Regions from separate parts of the Danio rerio genome. Here region 2 is linked to region 1. The links are chromatin contacts, called in public HiChIP or PLAC-seq maps. All regions are on one chromosome and are shown on one strand. The core of a region is the stretch at or near the end of the contact, and the rest is flanking DNA. Distances in the headings are between cores, read along the strand shown.

Region 1 (2,963 bases), core at 210-2,709:
GTACCAACATGTACCCTCAAGGTATTAATATGGACTTTTTAGGTACAAATTTGTACCTTTTGAAAAGGTACCACCCCAATGACAATTCGCTTACCTTTATTTGTGAGAGTGTATAAATTATAAATTACTAATTATAATAATTATGACTAATTATAATAAAACACCAGTTTTTTATAGTATATAAAGTATACTATAGTGTTTAATACAGTTTATCAGTAAGAAAAGGCAGCTGTATTTACATATTAGAGTAGCAAGGAGTAGTGATTTAATGAATCTCCCCACCCCCAAATTTTCATCCTATATAACTTTAAGAACACGATTTATATTGTGTTTATGTTAAATGTGTAATATCTATAAACTTTAAAGGGATAATTCATCAAAAAATGACAATTATGTCATCATTTACTCACCTTTGACTTGTTCAATAACATTGTTTTGTTCTATTGAACAGCAGAAAAACTAGTACTATGGAAGTCTATGGTTATCAGTTTCCAACATTTTTTAAAATCTGCTTTTAGGTTTAAAAGAAAAGCTCAAACTTGTTTTGGAATAATTATATGATTACCGAATTTACAATTTACAATCTCTTTTAAGGCCTGGTTTCGCAGACAGGGTTAGGCCATAGTTCATTTCGTACATGTAAGGATTTTGATCATTGCTGGTGTACTTAAGACATGTAAATGTCTTTCAGTGGCTTTTCAATGTCTTTTCAGAATAGGCTTAATCCTTGTCTATATAATAATTATTGTCTCTTTGCATCTGCCCAAATTTCCATCTCTGTTCATCTTGGCCAAAAAAAAAAAAAAAAAAAAAAAAAAAAAAAAAAAAAAACGGGTGTAAAAAATATTTTTTCAATAACTCACCTTGATTACTCTCTGTTCCACTCCAGTCCACAAAGCCAAACTGTAAGAATCATCCTGAATGCTCCATTATATGCAAACAGTCAGATTTCCTCTCGCTGGGAAATATCTTTGGCTGGCTATGCAAATGTGAGGTGCATCTTTTTTCTTTTTTTTTGCATTCAATGAGGCAGAAATGAAAGACCACACAGAGCTCCAAATGACTGTGTGATGTAATTTCCTCCCTGTCAAGATGTCCGTGTGTTTGATGAGTTTGCTTTGTTGCTTGCATACATTGTGTCTGATTCATGTTTGATTTCTCTTTGTGCAGCCACTCATGCAATGTTTTCTTTTGCTTTAGATGCGTTTGAAGATGTGAGACGGTCGCAGCTCGGATGTTAAAAGGGACTTGTTTACTTCCTATCTAACACTTTTGAGAGTCTCCTTAAATCACCTGCTGCCGGTCACATGACGCACCACTGTGGCAACCTAAATGGCCGGGGTGCTTGGCTTCAGCTTTGAAACGGCCATGGATTTTCCTGTCCACCTACTTCCCCATTAGTCCCACCAATTGGAATCTGTATCCATTCGCTTCTTCAGATTTTCCCCAACAACTCTGTGGATATGGATCTTGTGTGCTTAAGCCGGACTCAATACCAGTTGCTTGTCTTTCTCTGCTACTGGTTTCCAGTCTCCCTCCAGAAGCTGGAGACGCCACCGATTGAGTATGCCCACTCTATCCGTCTGGATGGCGATATTATCCTGGGCGGCCTGTTTCCGGTTCATTCTCGGGGTGAGCGTGGGGTTCCTTGTGGAGAGTTAAAGAAGGAGAAAGGCATCCACCGATTAGAGGCAATGCTGTTTGCCATTGACCTCATCAATAAAGACCCAGATCTACTGCCCAATGTGACATTAGGTGCCCGAATTCTGGACACCTGCTCGCGGGACACTTACGCTCTGGAGCAGTCTCTTACCTTTGTGCAAGCTCTCATTGAGCGCGACGGTTCGGATGTACGCTGTGCCAATGGAGATCAGCCCATATTCGCCAAACCCGACAAAATTGTTGGCGTCATCGGTGCAGCTGCCAGCTCGGTCTCCATCATGGTCGCCAACATCTTGAGGCTTTTTAAGGTAGGCAGACTCAACTTATTCTTCTGGGAATTGGTAGAGCGGTGCATCTTCTAATTGTTGTCAGTGATTGATGTTGCATAGTGTTGTGGATAACAATCTCAGTTGAGAATCGAAAGTTGTGGGTTGAAGCCCTACCTCAAGATTGGCTCAAACTTGCCAGGGATCTAATTTTGACTTTCTAAGGTGTGGGAGGTGTAGGGAATCCTATAGCTGCTGTGGATGATGGTTACAGTGCAATATTGAGGTTAACAGTGCGAAAGGGTGTAGGCTGTAACCTAAAACGGATTGAGGCTCATATTTCCAGTCATCGATCTTCATTATTTTGATAAAAGTTGTAAAACTTGACGTAAGAAGGCCACAGAAAAGCCTTGCATTTACACAACCTGGAAATTACACAGCATCTCTACTTGTTGTAAATGACAGTTAATGTAGTAGTTGATCTGGGTTAGGCACTAAAAAGTTGTGAGCTGAAAATTAAATCCCTGTCATGTTGGTCAAGTTCAACAGAATTGTTGGGTCATGTTGGTCAACATTATGATGTTCGAGGTAAGCAAGATCACATAAAAGGTCTAACCTTGCATTTCTACCAGAAAGACTTTAGGAGGCAGATAAACGTATGAACATTTATTCTGAATTGTTTGCATGAATGTGAATTCGTTAAGGTCCTTTCATAAAGTTCTTTGGCGTAAAACCTCGTCTATAGTGCAGAACTCTGGATGAGCTGGCAGATCCTGCCTGAGGATGAAGGCAGAGCGAAGCCAACCCCCTGAGTGGAGACGAGGCCGACCTGGTGGTGGTGGTGATGGGGAGGATGGAGGGAAACTTCCGCTACGTCACCTGAATACAGCGAAACAGAATGTTTAGATGGGCTTATATACATGGCTTGCTTGGTTGTTATAGGCTGACGAGATAATTATTATAAATAACGTGACATCTCAGTCTTTCTGGTAGAACTATCGCTAAAGCTTTCATTTCTGGGGCCTGGGACTGGGG
Region 2 (2,963 bases), core at 234-2,733, 510 kb after region 1:
GTTTTTTTTTTTTTTTTGCTAAAAATACTAAAATATTTACTGAAATTGTTAAATGTCATTTAAAACTATAATATTATATGATGTATTATATAAATATTATAGGCCTACGCAGAGAGTAAATTAAAATATTAAAGTATTAACTAGCTTTTAATCTCAAGAATGTTGGTGAAGTATTGTTCTGTGTAATTATTAAATTACAGACTTATTGTACGTGGACTTACTGTATTATGTAAAAGAATATATGATCATACTGAATTTGATCATACATTACATTGATTGCTGATTATTGTCAAAGTGGTGGTGAAGTATAAATATTTAAAATGATTAGTATTTTGGTTCTTCGTCTCAAATAGAGTATTTTGATAAGTAAATGGCATCAAATGATATTTGTTTTAATTATGGCAGATCAGTTTTATTTATTTAGTTATTATATAAACTAACATATGGGACAAAAACAAGCAAAAATAACATATAAATTCTACTGCTATTATATAAATATTATAAATTCTATTATCAATTATATCAAAATAATAATAATAAATAAATAAAGCTTTTGTTTATGTGTTTGCATATTATGCATATTTATTTTGTTATATCTAATACTATATATATATATATATATATAATTTTATTTAGTATTTTTTGAGTACACTGTGTATACATTATGCAAATACAGAATTTTATTTATATTTTTAATTGCAATTAACCAATTTTTTACAGTGCTAAAATTCACGTTTTCTATTGATACGTTAATTACAAGTATTTATTGTATGACTGCTTAATGCATATGTGCAATATGCACACATATGTTGCAGAAAATGTTAATTGCGCGATTTAATACTGCAGCCTGTGTCCAGTCATATTTGCGCAATATAAGCAGTTTCACATTTCCACTGTGACATTAGGTTATATTTGAACTCGCATAAGCCCGTGTTACACTCATGACTGATCGGATTATGATTCTGTTGACATGCGTAATTACGCATGGTAATGAATGTACTACGCACGGGCGGGGCGGGGTCGCCTCCAGCTGCGGTGGTCCAAGGCGCTGATGCTGATGGATCCGGCTTGACAGAACAAGGTTATCCGCCAGGAGAGAGTCCGTCCATTTTCTTCAGCATTAGCAGCAGCAGATCCCCGCCCGCCCGCTCGCGCCACGGAGCGCGTCCCCGGGACTCCACGCACGGCAGAGGCGCAGGACGAGCACAGGTTGCCGCGCCCAACATAACGCGGGATGCGACCGACTCCTGCAGCTGGCTGGGATGCAGTGCGCTTCAGAAGCACAAACGCAACTAGCGCTTTCATGTAATGTCGCGTGCATGTGAAAATAAGGCACTTTAAGGACGAGGAACGCAAAGAGAGAATCTAGCCGAGGAGGGTTTGCATCCGTGTGGATGTGTAACAGGAAAAGTCGACTGCATGGATTTAATTAGCTCCCACTGATCGTTCACGTGCGAACTTTTCCCCTCCGACAATGTGAAAGAATATCCCGCATTCGAGTGTTATAGAGTGCACACGGACCCGTTGAAGATGCAGATGCTGCTTTTGAGGACGATCTTTTTCGTTGCGGGATGCCCACATGTTTTGCTGCGCGGGGGAAACCGTAACGCACACACCAAAGAGACGGCCAACGTTACTCTTAGGAGCCTTCACGATGCAAAAGCCAGCGCCACACACCCTGCGAGGCATCAAGCCGCGGGTACACCTGCCTTTGACACTATCAGACAGACTTCAGGAGACAACAGCAACTTGTCTTCGCATCTCTGGCTGCTTCTGGAGAGCAAACAGTATGGATACAGACATCTGCTGTCCAACAGAACACACGCGGTCACGGTGAGTGGCTCGAACCCACAGAAGCGCTTGCGGCGGCATAAAAGGAAAAAGTTGAATGGTGAGATGCCCGCTACCATGGGAACAGTCGCTGGACACAATAACTCTAAGCCGTATTCAATGAGCAAGCGAGAGAGAAACCACAGACGCAAAAGAGGCACAAAGGAGCACCACAAGAAAACCTTCAAGAGCTCGAAAAGGGGCCCGAATAAAAGCGCTCCCCCGCTGACACCAGTCGAAACTTATTATAACGCCCTGACATCCTCTTTAACCATGTGGGAACCGCTTCCCAAACCCCAAGCTCTCACCTCCACCGACTTCCCATTCGATCTCACTGAATTCCACACCAAACCCTTAGACGACCCATGGGACGCCACACCAATGACCCCTCCGTATGCTGAGGATGAGGAGAGCATCTTCTTCCCCAATCCTTTCTACCCGGTCACAAGCGAAACATACGGGGCGTATGCAATCACCATCATCTCCGTGCTTATTTTTGCGGTGGGAATAACCGGGAACATAGCAATAATGTGTGTTGTGTGCCATAACTACTACATGAGGAGTATCTCCAATGCTCTTCTGGCCAACCTCGCCATCTGGGACTTTGCACTGCTCTTGTTTTGCCTGCCCCTCGTGGTGTTTCACCAACTCACAAAGACTTGGCTGCTGGGCCAGTTCACCTGTAAAGTCGTACCATATATCGAGGTAAAGGAATCCATATTCACTCATATCAGGGTTTAATGTTTGTGTTGCAAGCATCAATACTTTTTAAACATCTTTAAGCATATAAAAGTTCTCTTGTGGGATGCATAGAGTTTAATAAACATAATATATTATTAAATATATTATTAACTATTTATTGTTTATAATTTCTACATATAAAATTATATGCATTTGAATTCGGTTTTAACATAGACTAATGCATACAATAAATCCGGTAGGAAACAGGTGGCATGTCTGCACTCTTAAAATAAATAAATAATACTATTTACATAATGCATTTATTCAAATAGCTTAAAATCAGCATGACAGATCAGTCCACTTATAGATTTATGAATGCCTAATTACAAGATATATCTATTCATGTTGTGTACAATTGCACAACATAAATTAAAAATGCATCACAAATGGAT

Evidence for each region. HiChIP or PLAC-seq counts read pairs in DNA pulled down with a chosen protein or histone mark.
Region 2: an H3K4me3 HiChIP or PLAC-seq map of embryo shows a contact between it and region 1, with 7 times the contacts expected there. The contact joins the promoter of gpr37b here to the promoter of grm8a in region 1. A contact is called at or near these places in 1 of 18 Hi-C or Micro-C datasets (embryo) and 2 of 4 datasets of contacts at active chromatin or transcription factors (caudal fin and embryo).

What each region holds. Positions count from the first base shown.
Region 1 is chr4:3,830,063-3,833,025 of GRCz12tu, forward strand. grm8a (glutamate receptor, metabotropic 8a) reads left to right here and starts at 1,460. Exons shown (of 10, transcript NM_001302228.1): 1 at 1,460-1,970. The coding sequence starts at 1,464.
Region 2 is chr4:4,336,838-4,339,800 of GRCz12tu, forward strand. gpr37b (G protein-coupled receptor 37b) reads left to right here and starts at 1,484. Exons shown (of 2, transcript NM_001144049.1): 1 at 1,484-2,535. The coding sequence starts at 1,531.